Linked DNA regions of Mus musculus: all the other regions are linked to region 5. A link is a contact called in public HiChIP or PLAC-seq, Micro-C and promoter capture Hi-C data. All regions are on one chromosome and are shown on one strand. Each heading gives the region's core, a stretch centred on a gene start, on an enhancer-like site or on the middle of the called end of the contact. The rest is flanking DNA. Distances are from core to core; before and after follow the strand shown. Region 1 holds the start of Smad3 (SMAD family member 3). Region 2 holds the start of Hacd3 (3-hydroxyacyl-CoA dehydratase 3). Region 3 overlaps Hacd3 (3-hydroxyacyl-CoA dehydratase 3). Region 4 overlaps Dpp8 (dipeptidylpeptidase 8). Region 5 holds the start of Tipin (timeless interacting protein).

Evidence for each region. Promoter capture Hi-C pulls out the DNA fragments that hold promoters and counts their contacts. A called contact is a pair of places that touch in the nucleus more often than the background predicts. HiChIP or PLAC-seq counts read pairs in DNA pulled down with a chosen protein or histone mark.
Region 1: a Micro-C map of embryonic stem cells shows a contact between it and region 5, with 6 times the contacts expected there. The contact joins the promoter of Smad3 here to the promoter of Tipin in region 5. A contact is called at or near these places in 1 of 39 promoter capture datasets (maxillary cranial neural crest) and 1 of 484 Hi-C or Micro-C datasets (embryonic stem cells).
Region 2: a promoter capture Hi-C map of the HPC-7 cell line shows a contact between it and region 5. The contact joins the promoter of Hacd3 here to the promoter of Tipin in region 5. A contact is called at or near these places in 18 of 39 promoter capture datasets (the 3T3-L1 cell line, the C10 cell line, the HPC-7 cell line and 10 more), 1 of 15 datasets of contacts at CTCF or cohesin (large pre-B cells), 1 of 484 Hi-C or Micro-C datasets (cerebral cortex), 20 of 115 datasets of contacts at active chromatin or transcription factors (the 230-238 cell line, the NIH/3T3 cell line, astrocytes and 16 more) and 3 of 9 other capture datasets (adipose tissue, liver and pancreatic islet).
Region 3: a contact with region 5 is called in an H3K27ac HiChIP or PLAC-seq map of microglia, with 5 times the contacts expected there. The contact joins the enhancer-like site here to the promoter of Tipin in region 5. A contact is called at or near these places in 6 of 39 promoter capture datasets (the C10 cell line, cranial neural crest, hippocampal neurons and 3 more), 1 of 15 datasets of contacts at CTCF or cohesin (large pre-B cells), 15 of 115 datasets of contacts at active chromatin or transcription factors (the 230-238 cell line, the SCID.adh cell line, astrocytes and 11 more) and 1 of 9 other capture datasets (adipose tissue).
Region 4: a contact with region 5 is called in an H3K27ac HiChIP or PLAC-seq map of large pre-B cells, with 3 times the contacts expected there. The contact joins the enhancer-like site here to the promoter of Tipin in region 5. A contact is called at or near these places in 4 of 39 promoter capture datasets (cranial neural crest, frontonasal cranial neural crest, hippocampal neurons and 1 more), 2 of 484 Hi-C or Micro-C datasets (granulocyte-monocyte progenitors and stem cell-derived neural progenitor cells) and 4 of 115 datasets of contacts at active chromatin or transcription factors (the 230-238 cell line, the SCID.adh cell line, embryonic forebrain and 1 more).

Annotation. Positions count from the first base shown.
Region 1 is chr9:63,756,554-63,759,253 of GRCm38.p6, reverse strand. Smad3 (SMAD family member 3) reads left to right here and starts at 1,260. Exons shown (of 9, transcript NM_016769.4): 1 at 1,260-1,782. The coding sequence starts at 1,577.
Region 2 is chr9:65,020,452-65,023,151 of GRCm38.p6, reverse strand. It overlaps Hacd3 (3-hydroxyacyl-CoA dehydratase 3), which reads left to right and starts at 1,435. Exons shown (of 11, transcript NM_021345.2): 1 at 1,435-1,695. The coding sequence starts at 1,609.
Region 3 is chr9:65,000,097-65,002,796 of GRCm38.p6, reverse strand. Hacd3 (3-hydroxyacyl-CoA dehydratase 3) reads left to right here. Exons shown (of 11, transcript NM_021345.2): 6 at 1,706-1,816. Among named protein-coding and RNA genes, the nearest start is that of Hacd3, 20 kb to the left of the region's middle. Within about 2 kb of position 1,321, at least 19 of the 459 cell types and tissues checked have an H3K27ac peak or open chromatin away from gene starts, as enhancers often do. A contact at or near this core is called in adipose tissue, bone marrow-derived macrophages and microglia, where this site is marked.
Region 4 is chr9:65,073,649-65,076,348 of GRCm38.p6, reverse strand. It overlaps Dpp8 (dipeptidylpeptidase 8), which reads right to left. Exons shown (of 21, transcript NM_028906.2): 17 at 1,764-1,910; 18 at 461-613. Among named protein-coding and RNA genes, the nearest start is that of Igdcc4, 26 kb to the left of the region's middle. Within about 2 kb of position 1,303, at least 80 of the 459 cell types and tissues checked have an H3K27ac peak or open chromatin away from gene starts, as enhancers often do. A contact at or near this core is called in the 230-238 cell line, where this site is marked.
Region 5 is chr9:64,280,320-64,283,019 of GRCm38.p6, reverse strand. It overlaps Tipin (timeless interacting protein), which reads right to left and starts at 1,435. Exons shown (of 8, transcript NM_001324557.1): 1 at 1,373-1,435.

The DNA.
Region 1 (2,700 bases), core at 11-2,510, 520 kb after region 5:
TAAAGCGCACCGGATCTTGGTTTGCAAATAACTTGTTTCTCACCACGGGAGAGAAATAGGTGTGTGTGTGTTCGCGCGTGCGCAAAACCAAGCACACTCTAAGCATCTGGGCTAGCCTGATAGGGAGGCTGAAACAGGATAAAGGAGCAGAGGGTCTAATGTAACGCCCCAAATCCGTGGAGGGACCGTGGGCAACCAGCCCTGAATTCGTCTAGTCTGCAGTAAAGCCCCTAGGGCTACTCAAAGTCAGGTTCTCTTGGCTTCCCACCTAGGCTAACTTTGAATAAACTTCTCGAGTCCTCTCCGGCTTGCTCTTTGTGTGTGCGAGTTCATTGCTTTGTAAACAAAAGCTCTCTTACTTGTTTGGTGTCGAATTTCGGAACTTCAGTAACACCCTGAAATGTTAATTCTCTCCCCTCCTCCAAAGAAAAATCCTAAAGCACCCCCATTCATTCCTTCAGGAACGCAACAGATGTCTTTGAGGCCCGTTTTCTGCAAAAAGCTTGGTTCACTGGGCCCAAGGGACCCCTGGCTCCAGCTATTGTTCAAGTTGTCACTGAGGTCTCTTAACTCCTTTTAAGTCTCCCTCTCCCCTTTTCCAACTCCCTCCTCCGCAGTCTCAGGCAGTCGGCCGTTCTGATCTCACCCAGCAGGAAAACAAAAACAAAACAAAAAACCACCTAAAGCAGCTCTGGCCACTGAGCGAGATCAGCGTGCCCCAACTTCCTGGGCCCGGAGCTTTTCTGAACCCCTCACCGCGCCCGAGTCCTCTCCGGAGTGCAGCCAGCCCTTGACGGACAGTGCCTGTTCCCTGTGAGTCTAATCCTCTCTAGTTCCTGCAACGGTATCTGAGAGTCTGTGGGGCGGCGAGTCCCCAGGAGTCCGGTCCCTCGGCACTTGGCAGAGCTGGCGGCCGCCCTACCCGGTGGCCCACGTGGGCGCGCTTGGCGGCGCTGGGCGGGGAAGGCCGCGGGTCCTCCCCGGAGCAGGGCGCGGGGGAGGAGCGGGGAGCCCCGGCAGCGAGGGGGCGGCGACTGCGCTGGGAAGGAGGCTGCACGCGGAGCTGCGTGAAACGTAGACTTGGGAGCGGGCGGGAGAGGAGCGGGTAGCGCGGCTGCTCGGCCCTGGCTGGCCCTGCAAGGCGGCGATCGCAGAGGAGGAGGAGGAGGAGGAGCAGCGCTGCAGAGGCGGAGGGATCTGCGCACCAAAGCCATCCAGGCCAGCAAAGTTTGGCTGGGGGTTGGACTTTCCTTCCCGGAGGCGGCACCCAAACAGCTACCCCGTGCGGAAACCCAAACTTTCTACTGCCACTTGGAGTCTCGCGGCCGCCGCCTCCGCCCCGCGCGTCCGGGGCCTGCCCGTCAGTCCGTCGGTCCGCGTGGAGCAGCTCGGGCGCCGCCGTGCTCCCGATCCCCGCAGCTGCAGCGCCGCAGTCCTGGCCCGGACGCCCGGGCAAGTTCTCCAGAGTTAAAAGCGAAGTTCGGGCGAGGCGCGGGCCGAGCTGCCTCTGAGCGCCCCCGGCGTCCCCAGTGCGCCCAGCCCCGCCGGGGGCGCCGGTGACCCTTCGGTGCCAGCCATGTCGTCCATCCTGCCCTTCACCCCCCCGATCGTGAAGCGCCTGCTGGGTTGGAAGAAGGGCGAGCAGAACGGGCAGGAGGAGAAGTGGTGCGAGAAGGCGGTCAAGAGCTTGGTGAAGAAGCTCAAGAAGACGGGGCAGTTGGACGAGCTGGAGAAGGCCATCACCACGCAGAACGTGAACACCAAGTGCATTACCATCCCCAGGTGGGGTCCCAGAGCGGCTGGGGGCGCACTGGCCCAGCCCCCTAGCGCGGCCCGGGTGGAGAGGGAGGGCGTGTGCGCGTGTGTGCGCGCGCCTGTAGGGGACGGGGAGTGGGTGGAGGGACCCCAAACAAAACCTTCGGATTTGCCTAGCCTCAGAGACCTGGCTTCCGTGCAGCATTTTGGCTTCTAGACCTCAAGGGTCGCCAGCTGCTTCCGGGCAGCAGGGGTGTTTCTGAGCTTGGCCCCCCAACTCTCGGGGCTTCGGGCTCCAAGTGGAGGCCCCGCTTTGTTCGGCTCTGCCGGCCGAGCCCCTCCTCCTCCGCCGCCTCCCGCCCCGCGCTCGTGGAGGTGGTGGCGTGTGTCCCTTTCTTTTCTTCAGCTCTGTTCCCCCACTTCTTTTCCTCGTCTACAGGAATGCAGTCGGTACAGCTGTGGGTGAGGAGCGGGAGCCCGTTGATTGACAGATTCCTTCTTCGCTCTTTCTTTGCTTTGGGATTAGCATTTTTACTGAGTATTTTTAGATTTGGTTGTGCCAGCCTCCCGCCCCCTGTGCACGCATGCACGCACGCACTTAGTTGGAGAGCAGAGCACCGACTTTGAAGCGGGAGAAACAAGTGGCAGAAAGTAGGGGCTTTCCCTCTTTCCACCCCACCCCTGCTGATTTGCGATCTTTTTAATCCAGAGTATGCGGGTGCCTAGAATGGAGCAGGCAGCTCCAGGCAGATAACAAAACACCCCAGGGCTGGCCTCCCATCGGCCCTGCATTCCTGTAGAGCCTATTTTCCCAAAGCGCTTTGCCATCTGTCCTGACCTCCTTTATCCTTCCCATCGGGCTAGAGGAGTCCGGCGGGAGCTCACAGATGGCTGATGGAAGGGGTCAGTGACTTCACTCCCAAGGCCTTCTAGAGCATACCCGCG
Region 2 (2,700 bases), core at 186-2,685, 740 kb before region 5:
CCAAGGCTTTGTGTGTGCTGGACAAGTGCTCTACCAAATAATCTACATCCCCATCTACAGCAGCTCCTCCTCTAAGTCCTTCAAGCATCAGAAGAGTCTGTAAAAAGGTGAACATCAGAGCCAAGCAGGATCTCTTGCCAACAGCAGAAACTAGGCGTACGTCCTGGCAATAGCCTTTATCAGTGTCAAGGACCAAATGAAAGCTTTCTGCAGGAGTAATGACTGATCTCTGAGAAGGGAGACATGGCCCTGAGCCAAACAGGGCTAGGAGGGGGGGGGGCAGTCTCTAGAGAGGACAGTGTGGTTTCTTTTTCATTTGACTGACATCATCATAAAAGCCTTATTCCCATCCCCCTGCCCCTGGCCTTGCCTTCTAGTCTCCCTCACCCTGCCCCACCACCGTGTACTTTTTAGCCTGGATGATAAACTCTACTTTATTTCCCTTTCCTTTGTTTGTTCAGGTTGGCCTTGAACTCAGTACGTAACTAAGGATGACTTTGCACTTCTGAACATCTCAAGTGCTGAGATTACAGGTGTTCACCACTAGTCCTGATTTATGTGCTATTGGGGATCAAACCCACTACCGACTAGGCTATAGTCCTCTAGTCCTCTAGTCCTCTTACTAATCTCTGTCTCTCTGTCTCTGTCTCCTTATTGATTTCCCTGGAAATGGGCCCATAATAGCTGTGCTCCTTTACAGAAAAACTTAGAAACAGATGATGACACTACAAGGAGCTGAGGTTATAGTAGAGTGCCTGTCTGCAGCATCCAGGTCCTCAAATGCTCAGGACGGGGCTAGGGATGCCAAGGAACTGATTTGTTTGTTTGCTTATTAGTTCATGTAGATAGCTATAACGAATGGGCTGTTCTGTTTGTTGGGCAGTGAATGGAAACCATCTCTCTTAAAACAGGAAGCCTGAGGCCAGGGGAGGTGTTGCACACCTTTAAATCACAAGGGAGGCAAAAGCAGACGACAGGTCCCTGGATCTGGTCTACCAAGTGAATTTCAGGTCACCTAGAGCTACATAGTAAGACAGACAGAAAGAAGAAAGAAAGGAAGGAAGGAAGAAAAAAAAAAAGCAACACCAATGTATGTCTTGAATGGCTCATCTGTCTTTCTGTGTGTGGCCTTGAAGCCCAGGGAGGAAGTGGGTTCTCACTAAACGCTGCGATCATACAAAAAAACTTGGAAGGGATCCTTGCACACAAGCCTCTTCATACGCCGCCAATCCGCCCTTTCTTTGTAGATTAGAGCCTCTCACTTTCATGTTCTTGTGCAAGGACCTCTCTGAAGCGCCACAGGAGGTAAGCGAGGAGCTCAAAAGCCTCTGATCCGAAGGCCACTGAGCCGCTGATCACGTGGCGCAGCCGCTAGCCTCTCCCACGTCCCGCCCCGTCCTCTCCCTCGCTGGGTTCGCCCCGCCCTCCCGCCCCGGTCCTCACTGCGCAAGCGCGAGCCGCGAGCGTGGGTTATCTCGAGACAGCCGGGCTGCGGGCTGCGGAGCGTGCGGGTCTGAGGCCTGCGTTCTGCTAGCTCCAGCGGCTCACAGGCCGAGGTAACGAGGCGCAGCAAGCCGAGCCTCCCCGCTCCCCCGGACAGCGTGGGCCATGGAGACTCAAGTGCTGACGCCGCATGTCTACTGGGCTCAGCGACACCGCGAGCTGTATCTGCGCGTGGAGCTGAGTGACGTGCAGGTAAAGGCCGGGCTGCGGGCTGCGCGCAGGATCGGGGGCCCCCCGGTCCCCGTCGGCCGCCCTGTGCGTTTGCGCTCCTGCAGTGCGCCAGCAGGAACCGCGAGTGGAGCGCCCCGGTCTCCCTTAGGGGCTGCAGGTGCCGTCCGGCGTTCTGCGCTTGGCCCCGGTATCCCCTTTGTTCCTGGTAGGCGCCCTGGGGAGCCTCAGCAGAGTCCTGGAAGCCGGCGGCTGGCCTTCGGGTTGCCTAAGGCCCTCTGAATTGTGGGATGAGCTCCGTGGGTCTAAAGTGCGGCTTGACAGTGGCCTGTTGTGCGGTAGCAGGACGTCAGCGCTGGCCTCTGAGGTTTAGTCCGGGCGGCCCATTGACCTTCTCAAGGCCCGTCGCTGGGCTGGGCGGGGGGCAACCCCCCAACCGTTCAGTGATAGAAATCTACACCACACCTCCGCTCACCAAGGAAATGATTTCCATCCTCTCTTTAAGGCTGCGAGCTCAGCCTTAGCAAGTTGCGTAAAGAAATTATCGTGTGACATTAAGTATTCATTTCACCACGTTTACCTATTAATGTGAGCAAATCAAATCCCTGGGAACTTCCCATGTCTCTAACCAGACCATCCAGTATTCTGTGTGAAGCGAGTGGTTTTGGTCTGGAATGTTCTTTCCCTAGTCTCCTTGACATCCATGGTATTGTAATCTTCATTCCTCTGAACTGTTTCTTGCTCGCAGTTAGATACCTGTCTGAATTCATCAATTCATCTGGTCTATTTTCTTGCAGGGTCTAGGTGCCCATGTCCACTTGAGTCTAATCTTTGCTTCTGGAATGTAAATAATTTCCCCTTGTGAACGATGAAGCTAATACTGGCCAGAATGTCTTTGAGTAAGCAGTAAATTTCATTTAAGGTGTAAGCAAACCCGAATAAATGCTACTCTAGAATAGGATGAATAATTCTCTGTGCTATTGTTCTCTACTCTGCTACAAGATTCTTTGCTAAAATAGAAAAAAAAGT
Region 3 (2,700 bases), core at 72-2,571, 720 kb before region 5:
AGTCTCTAAAGAGGACTAGTGGAGGCAAAGACCAACGCAGGGAGCCACCTCAATGAAGACAGTTGCCTGCACAAACTTTATGTGAGTCTGTAGAAGCCACACAAAAGTGAAAGGAGAGCACGGACATCACAGGACTGATGTCACAGACATGTGACCTCCACACTGAGCCACAGCACATGAGCCTGCCCCCTCACAACAACAATAGTGATGATGATGATGATGGTGATGGTGGGGAGGGATGGTGATGGTGGTGGTGAGGGGGGATGGTGATGATGATGATGGTGAGGGGGGTGGTGATGATGATGGGGGTGGTGATGATGATGCTGGTGAGGGGGGATGGTGGTGATGATGATGATGAGGGGGGTGGTGATGATGATGGTGGTGAGGGGGGATGGTGGTGATGATGATGGTGAGGGGAGATGTGATGATGATGGTGGTGAGGGGGGATGGTGGTGATGATGATGGTGAGGGGGGATGGTGATGATGATGGTGGTGAGGGGGGATGTGGTGATGATGATGGTGGGAGTGATGATGGTGGTGAGGGGGGATGGTGATGATGATGATGGTGATTAGCGTTTGCTGTGTTTTAAACTTTTGCGACAAGGTCTGGCTGGCCTGGAACTTACTACATAGACCAGGCTGGCTTCAGACTCACAGATATCCCCCTGCCTCTGCCTCCAGAGTGCTGGGCACCAACATGACTGGCCCAGTAATAAAGTTGTGTTTTTAAAGGCTACCTTTGATATTTACATTAACTTTTTAGTGTTTTAAACTTGATAAATTAAAAAAAAAACAACCAAAAACTTAAAACATGGATTTTTTTTTAAATAAATTCATGGTTTCCTGATGCTAGGGTTCTTCATGATGGGGAAGGAAGTGTACATTTTGCATTATGAAGAAGTTTGACTAAGTGTGTTACATGTGGTGTCTTTTGGCCCTATGAGATGGGCTGGTTTTATTTTGACCATACTGTTGTGGTCTGGGCATCAGTAAAGTGTTGATGAGAGTATTGGTGACACAGTTGGCCTGGAGTCTCTGCCAGAGACTGTCCTTTTTGTCCTTTCTTTTCCCCTGTCTTGTGAGGGAGGGGCCTGTAAGGCCAAGCTCGTTCTGTGGACAGAGTGCTTGTTCCCTCTTCTGCCTCTGGCTGTGTCCTCATCCTGCCCATGTCTAGAGGCGCAGCTCAGATCCTGGCTTAGCCACATAGACTGCCTGTTTCCCAGGCTAATGTCTTTTTTTCAGAGGACATTCTCTGTCTCCTTCTGGCTTGTGCTGTGGCTTTCCAGCCCGTCATCAGCTCCTTGGAGGCGGTGCTGTGCTCTCACTGCCTTTGTGTTCCCATTTTGCCCTTCGCAGACAGGACTGCCTATGTGTCTATACGACCACATGTTAGAATTGCTTTTGTTTTTTTCATTTATTCTTCCTATTATGTGAGCTAGTTTGACCTGCATGATCTTAAAGAAACAAAACAAAACCAAAAATAATCCCCTCAATGCTCCAAACCCCAGAGGAGAGGAATTATGTTAACTAGGACAAAAGCTGAAGGGAGACATAGTTCCCTCTATCTGTTTCGAGGGGTGGAGTTTTTCTCCTGAGCTAGGCAGGGCTATGAAAGGAAGCTGGTGAGTACACGACACGGGGCACCAGGGCTTCCCTCCGGAGTTGTGTTCAGGAGCTCACGGCCCGGCTCTGCTTTGCTTTGCAGCTCTTACAAACTTGAAGAAAGGGTACCTGTTCATGTACAACCTTGTGCAGCTCCTGGGGTTCTCCTGGATCTTTGTCAACCTCACAGTGCGGTTCTTTATTTTAGGAAAAGGTAAGTATGACATTTCATCTACCTCAGCTGAGGTGGCTCTCTCTGCCTTGGACGTGAATAGGCACCTGCCCTTCCTGCCCTTCCTGCCCTTCCTGCCCTTCCTGCCCTTCCTGCCTTTCCTGCCTTACCTGCCTTTCCCTATGTCAGTTCCTGGAGGAACATGCTGACCGGAGCAGGCCTAGAGGTTTCACTTCTGCGGATGTGTTTTAAGGAAACAAGAACTATAGGTGAAGTTTCTGCAGATGTGACATGTGGCATTAAGTTACAAACTTCTCATGTGTCTTCATCAGTAAGAAATTTCTGTGGAATATTCACTAGTGTAGTGTTGTGGAGCATAGAGAAAGAGTCAACAGTAGCATAAACAACGCTTATGAGGCTATAATTAATGTCTAACTTGCTTTTCTTTGTTTGATCATAGCAGTTTGCAAATGAGCACTCTCAAAAAGATTAGAGAGAATACAGTTTTCCAGTGGTCTGAATGTAGGTCAATTAACAGTACCGTTTCTTTTGCAAAATAGGTATGGAGAAAATAAGATTATAATAGAAAATGTAAACTGTTTGAAAAGAGACATGAACTCTTGTAGAGTATCCTACTGTCTGACTCTGCATTTTCCACCTGCAGTTTTCGGCTGTGGAGCCGGTTAGCTGGGGGTGTGTGTGTGTGTGGGGGGTCTGTTGAAAGGGGAGGAACTGTGACTTGTTTATACCCCTGACATTGGACTTTGGGTAGCACAGTGGCAGCTAGGACCACATGCCTAGGGCTTATAGTCAACCTGTGACCAGCAGCCTCCATGTGACCACAGGAGAGAATGGAGAAGTCTCAGGTGCAGCTACTCTCGGATTACTATGGCATTCTCATCCTGGAAGGAAAACAGGGACCTTCA
Region 4 (2,700 bases), core at 54-2,553, 790 kb before region 5:
TTTAGTAATTAAACAAGTAGTACAATCCAGTAACTGTGTGTGTGTGTTTTACTAGTCATGACTTTTAATCTTTGGCATGTATAAGTAGTTAAAAATTGGTGCTCAGGCTGACAAGTGTTTAAAAAGCTATGTTAACACAAAAGGTACATTTCCCATGTTGCAAAACACAAACTCAGCAATATTGTAGAGAAGTCTCTACAATATTGGCAATACCATGAGCCTTCAAAAAAATTACCACTTCCAGGTGTCTTCGATGAACAGAATTCTATCTAATTACAAAAACAAACAAGAGAGCTGGGTGGTGGTGGTGAACAACTTTAATCTCAGCATGTGGGAGGCAGAGGCAGGGAAATCTTTGAATTCAAGGCCAGCCTGGGCTACACAGAGAAACTCTGCCTAAAAAAACCCGAAATCAAGAAAACAAACAAGCAAAAACTGAAATACAATAATAGCTACGTACCCGGAAGATATCCGACCTCTGCATTAATGCCATCAGGGAGAGGTAGCCACCATAGGACCAGCCGTGGATGCCCACTCGATCCAAGTCAATGAAGTCATACTGAGATGCTAGGTACTGGAGTCCTTCCACTTGATCATCGATTTCTATTTGACCCTGTCAAAGAGGGGGAAAGCTCACTGGCTCTGATGTACACTAGAGTCTTTGAGAATTCTTTTTAATGCTGCTTCATGTTTTTACTAAAAATTCCTGGAGAGTTTCTCTTTTCAGATTAGAGTTTAATTAACAAGTGATATTCTATTTTGCCCCAGGAAATGTAAAATAAAAATGCTTCTATAGGTAAGGACCTGCTACTCTGATGGGGGTTTAGTCCCCAGGCCTTTCCTGTCATTGCCCACACTGTCCCTAACTACATCGTGTCTCCCACTCGTTTGTTCTGTTGTCTGCTAAGAGGCCAGCAACTTCCTTGTAACAAGCCTTCCTCTATCCAAAGACAAAAATTCAGCCCCTTTAAGAGATTAATTTTACTTCTCCTTTTAGCACTTAAGTGCAACAAAACAGAGGACATTACCCCTGAGGCCCTAACTTCCTCTTTTCCAGCATTTTACCTCTAGCAAAGCTCTGGACGGCTTAGTTCCTGCCAGTACCACCCAGGGTATCACTTGGCCTGCCAGTACCACCCAGGGTATCACCTGGCCTGCCAGTGCACACAGTCTCGCTTCACTGAGCCAAAACCAAAAAAATAAAACAACCAAAAACTTACATGAGAATACAACATAAGGTCAAAGAACTGTCTGTGGGAGAGCATCCCATGTCTTACTCAGCATGTCCAACACACTGGCAACCACAGGGACTGCCTTACAGTGCAAAAGGAACATCGGCCTGTCATCATTTCCCAAAGCAGCAGAAAGGACCTGGGGCATCTCTAAAAGGTAGCATTTAAAGCTTCCTGCAGAGAGAAAGAGGCTTGTCACAAGGAAGGAACTAACCAGTCGGTTTCCCTCTTCACAGAGGACAGAACAAATCTCAATTATTTCTTAGCTACATATGGGTCTCTGCACGCTAGATGGGGCTGCTTTGTAGGGAGCTGCGGGTACAACTTAGAAGAGTATTTTTGTGCAGAAGTGGTTCTACCTCAGCTCCTGGGCATTGCATACAGGTAACCAGGAGTGAGTATAGTGTAAACCCAACTGTGCCTTCCTTCCCACTGCTCAAGTCTAACCCGTGCTCCCTCATTCTGTCACTTAGATCCTCCCCCAACTCAAAACGAAAACATTTGAAAAGAAAATGCTCTATGTTCACACACCATTTTATATTTAAAGGCGCCTTCAAATTTAAGTCCTCGGTGACAGGATCCCCTGTTGTCTATCACCACAACCACATAACCCAGGGAGGCCAGGGTGTTCAGGCGGAAATACTTGACTCCTTTAAACCGATTGTTCACCAGCTGCACCTGGAAGAGAGGCGCATCTTGAGTGGAGTTGCGTGGCAGCATACAGAGCGTGAGAGGGGGGTCCACGGCGAGGCGAGCACCAGGAAACTGAGCTTCCTACTTCTCTTCCCGTTGAAGCGTAAGTGTGACGGGATCCACTTTTAAACTGACTCTCGTCTAGGCATGTTTGTGTTGCTCACACTTAGTCTCACACTTAGAGCTTCACGGCAAATACCAAACAACTGCAGACTTCATTCTAGCTCAGATAGTTAAGATTTAAGTAAGGTAAGATAATCCACCCCACAGAGAAAGTTGCCAAATTATCTACACCAAAGAATATGTCATTCAAGTAACAGTGACAAGGACAATTAAGACCATCTTCTGGCCCCCCTTGTCTCTGTTGCTGAGTGACAGCGAGATGTAGCATTCTAATGAACACTGTTATCAGTCCGGCTATCTCTCTCATGTTAGACAAATTAGTGTAAAAGTATGATTTTTAAATCACTTTATCACCCTAGAGACTACCCTTCAAAGTGACACAGAGAGAGACTGCGTCTGGGGCTTTACTAGAAAAGGAGCTGTAGCTACTGAGAGGAGGAGTGAGCCATGCCCTGCACGCTCGTGTTTCAGTCAGCTCAGGGCACTCATGAAGTGGTGGTCCCGTGGGATCACAACGGAGCTGAAAATGTCTAATGACAGCACAGCTGGCGGGACACGGTGCATTTCTCCTGGGTTTGGGGCACTGTTAGTGTAAACAAGCTACTGCACTGCCAGGGTTCTGAGGCGGACTGAACAATGGCTGCTAACAGAT
Region 5 (2,700 bases), core at 186-2,685:
AAGCAGCTACAGTATACTTACATACATAAAATTAATAAATCTTTTTTTTAAAAAAGCACAGAAATATTATTTCTTCATTTTAACTCCTGGTATGGGAATTGGCTGCTTCAGATTGCCCACAGCAGCTGGTATGACAGGCCTTGAGCTCTAATGCTGTAACGGCGATTCTGCTAACTGCAGATAGCTTCCTCAGGACTTTTCAGAGGGTAAAGGCCAGGATTGACTGCTTGCTGTTGGCTGTGGTTTTGTTTAGTGGTGAGCAAGAGAAGAAATAACACATCCTCAAGGTCCTCACCTTGCCTCAAACATGCCCCAAGGAACTTGACACTCCTCATCTGCAGGGTAAAGATAATGTTGCCATTTTTCCCCCTATCCTCTCGTTTTTTAGGGAGCCTAAAGGGTAGATTAAGGGTAGAGAAGGGTGGAAGAAAGAATCCACAAAGTAGCAAAGGACTCTGTGGGTAGAGTCAATTCTTTCCTTCCAGCTTTGCATGAGACCCAGGGATCACACTCAGTAAGGCTTGTTCCCCAGCACTATATCGCCTTTACTAGCTGTCCCCAATTCTAAATTTGTGACCGTAAATTTATAAAAACAAAGTACTGGCTCCTGATAATAAACCGCTACGTCTTTGAGTACCTTTAAATGTGGGAACCAAGGGTAGATTATAACTCTACCTAGGACCACTTGGCCTGGGTTCCAGGCCCAGAACAAGCACCCCAATCCTCAAAACATCTAGTTAGTACACTCAATCCCATTCTAATGGGAGTTTGAGAACAGGACTTAAAACTACAATAACCAGCAATTAACCAAAAAAGCACAGTGGGGCTTATCAGTAAACTGGTTTCTCTCAGTGTTTGTAAAGAATTAGATGTTCACAGCCCTTCCTTCTCTCCTTGACAACTGTCACACGTGTTTTAGACACTAACGAGTTAAGTCTCTTTCCCCCTCCAGGTCCTCAAACTCCCAGAGCAGTGTGCGTGACAAATTCAACATCCGATCCACAAGTCCTTCCCGGACCTGTTTCCAACCTACCGTTTTCCCTAGTTGTCAAAACAGGAGCTCCTCGCCCTAAAGGAAGTCCCACCACCCTCACTCTCGTCCCACCGTCGGCGCCAGCCCTAGGGATGTCACCTCTCCCTCGCCTCCCCTCGAGTCCGCTTCCCAGCCTCCCTCTCAGCTAGGTCCGTGCGCGCGGCTCCGGTGCAGGCCCGCCATCCTCCCGCGGCGCCTCCCACCCGCTCCGCCCGCTCCTCCTCAGCCCCGCTTCCGCCTGGCTCCTGGGTGAGACCCCATCTCCCGCGCCCCGCGCCGCCTTTGCAACGCGGGCTCCACTTCCAAAATCTGCGCTCACAGAAACCGGTCTCACCTCACCTAGACAGCGGCCGCCGCCAAGCGCGCCAACACCGCTTCTCGCGAGACTCGGCTCCGCGAGACAAGCTGAGAAATTTGGCGCCAAGGGTAGGCGAAGAGGCGTGGGAGGAGCCTAAGGGTCTGAGCCCCGCCCACCGCGCTCGGAAGCCCGCCTACCCATCCGGAATGTCTGGGACGGCAATGAGTTCTGGGCGCTTTATTAGCTCCAGAAATAGGTCTCCGGGTTTAGAACACGAACGATGGAAGCCAGGCATAATAGTGCACGCCTGGAATCCCAGCACTCGGAGGCTGAGGTAGGAGGATCGCCACAGGTTCCAGGCCAGCGTCTACGAGAAAAAAAAAAAAAAGAAAGAAAAGAAAACTGATTTGTAGAGGAGTAAAACGTAGTGTCAAACAACTTTGGCTGGAAAATTACTGCATCTTCAGAATAGCAAAATGCCACGACTATGAATTTTGTTAATTAAATAAAGATATGAGGAAAAGATTGTAGTTTGTAGTTAGGGTTAGACGTGTAGACCCAAAGAAATATGTCAAGAGCTGGAGAGAGGGCTCAGTGACTAGAGCCCTGACTGCTCTTCCAGAGGTCCTGAGTTCGATTCCCCAGCAACCACATGGTGGCTCACAATCATCTGTAATGGGATCTGATGCCTTCTTCTGGAGTGTCTGAAGACAGCTACAGTGTACTCACATACATAAAATAAATCTTTAAGAAAGAAAAAAGAAATATGTCAACAACAAAAAAAGGAGGGTTCCCTGTTTTCTTTAAAAGTATTGAATCCGGCCGGGCGAGGTGGCACACGCCTTTAATCCCAGCACTTGGGAGGCAGAGGCAGGTGGATTTCTGAGTTCGAGGCCAGCCTGATCTACAAAGTGAGTTCCAGGACAGCCAGAGCTACACAGAGAAACCCTGTCTCGAAAAATCAAAAAAAAAAAAAAAAAAAAAAAAAGTATTGGATCCAGTGTTTACCTTTAATCTTAGGCAGATCCCTGGAGTTCCAGGCCATCCAGTGCTACACAGTGAGATATTGTTTCAAAACAAACAACAAAAAGGGAGGGCAGGGTTGGGGAGATCCCTCAGAGGGTAAAGGACTCCCCCACATTGCATGATGAGCTGAGTTCAGATCTCCAATACCCAGGTTAAAAAACAGCTTGATATTACCCGGAATCCCGATTCTGAGAAGGCAAAAATCAGATTCCTCCAGCTGGCTAGCCAGCCAGCCAGGTTTAACTGATGTGTTCCAGGCACAGTGAGAGACCCTGTCTCAAAGGGGGGGGGGGGGGGCTGAGACATACAGATGGCTTAACCATTAAGAGTACATGTTGCTCAT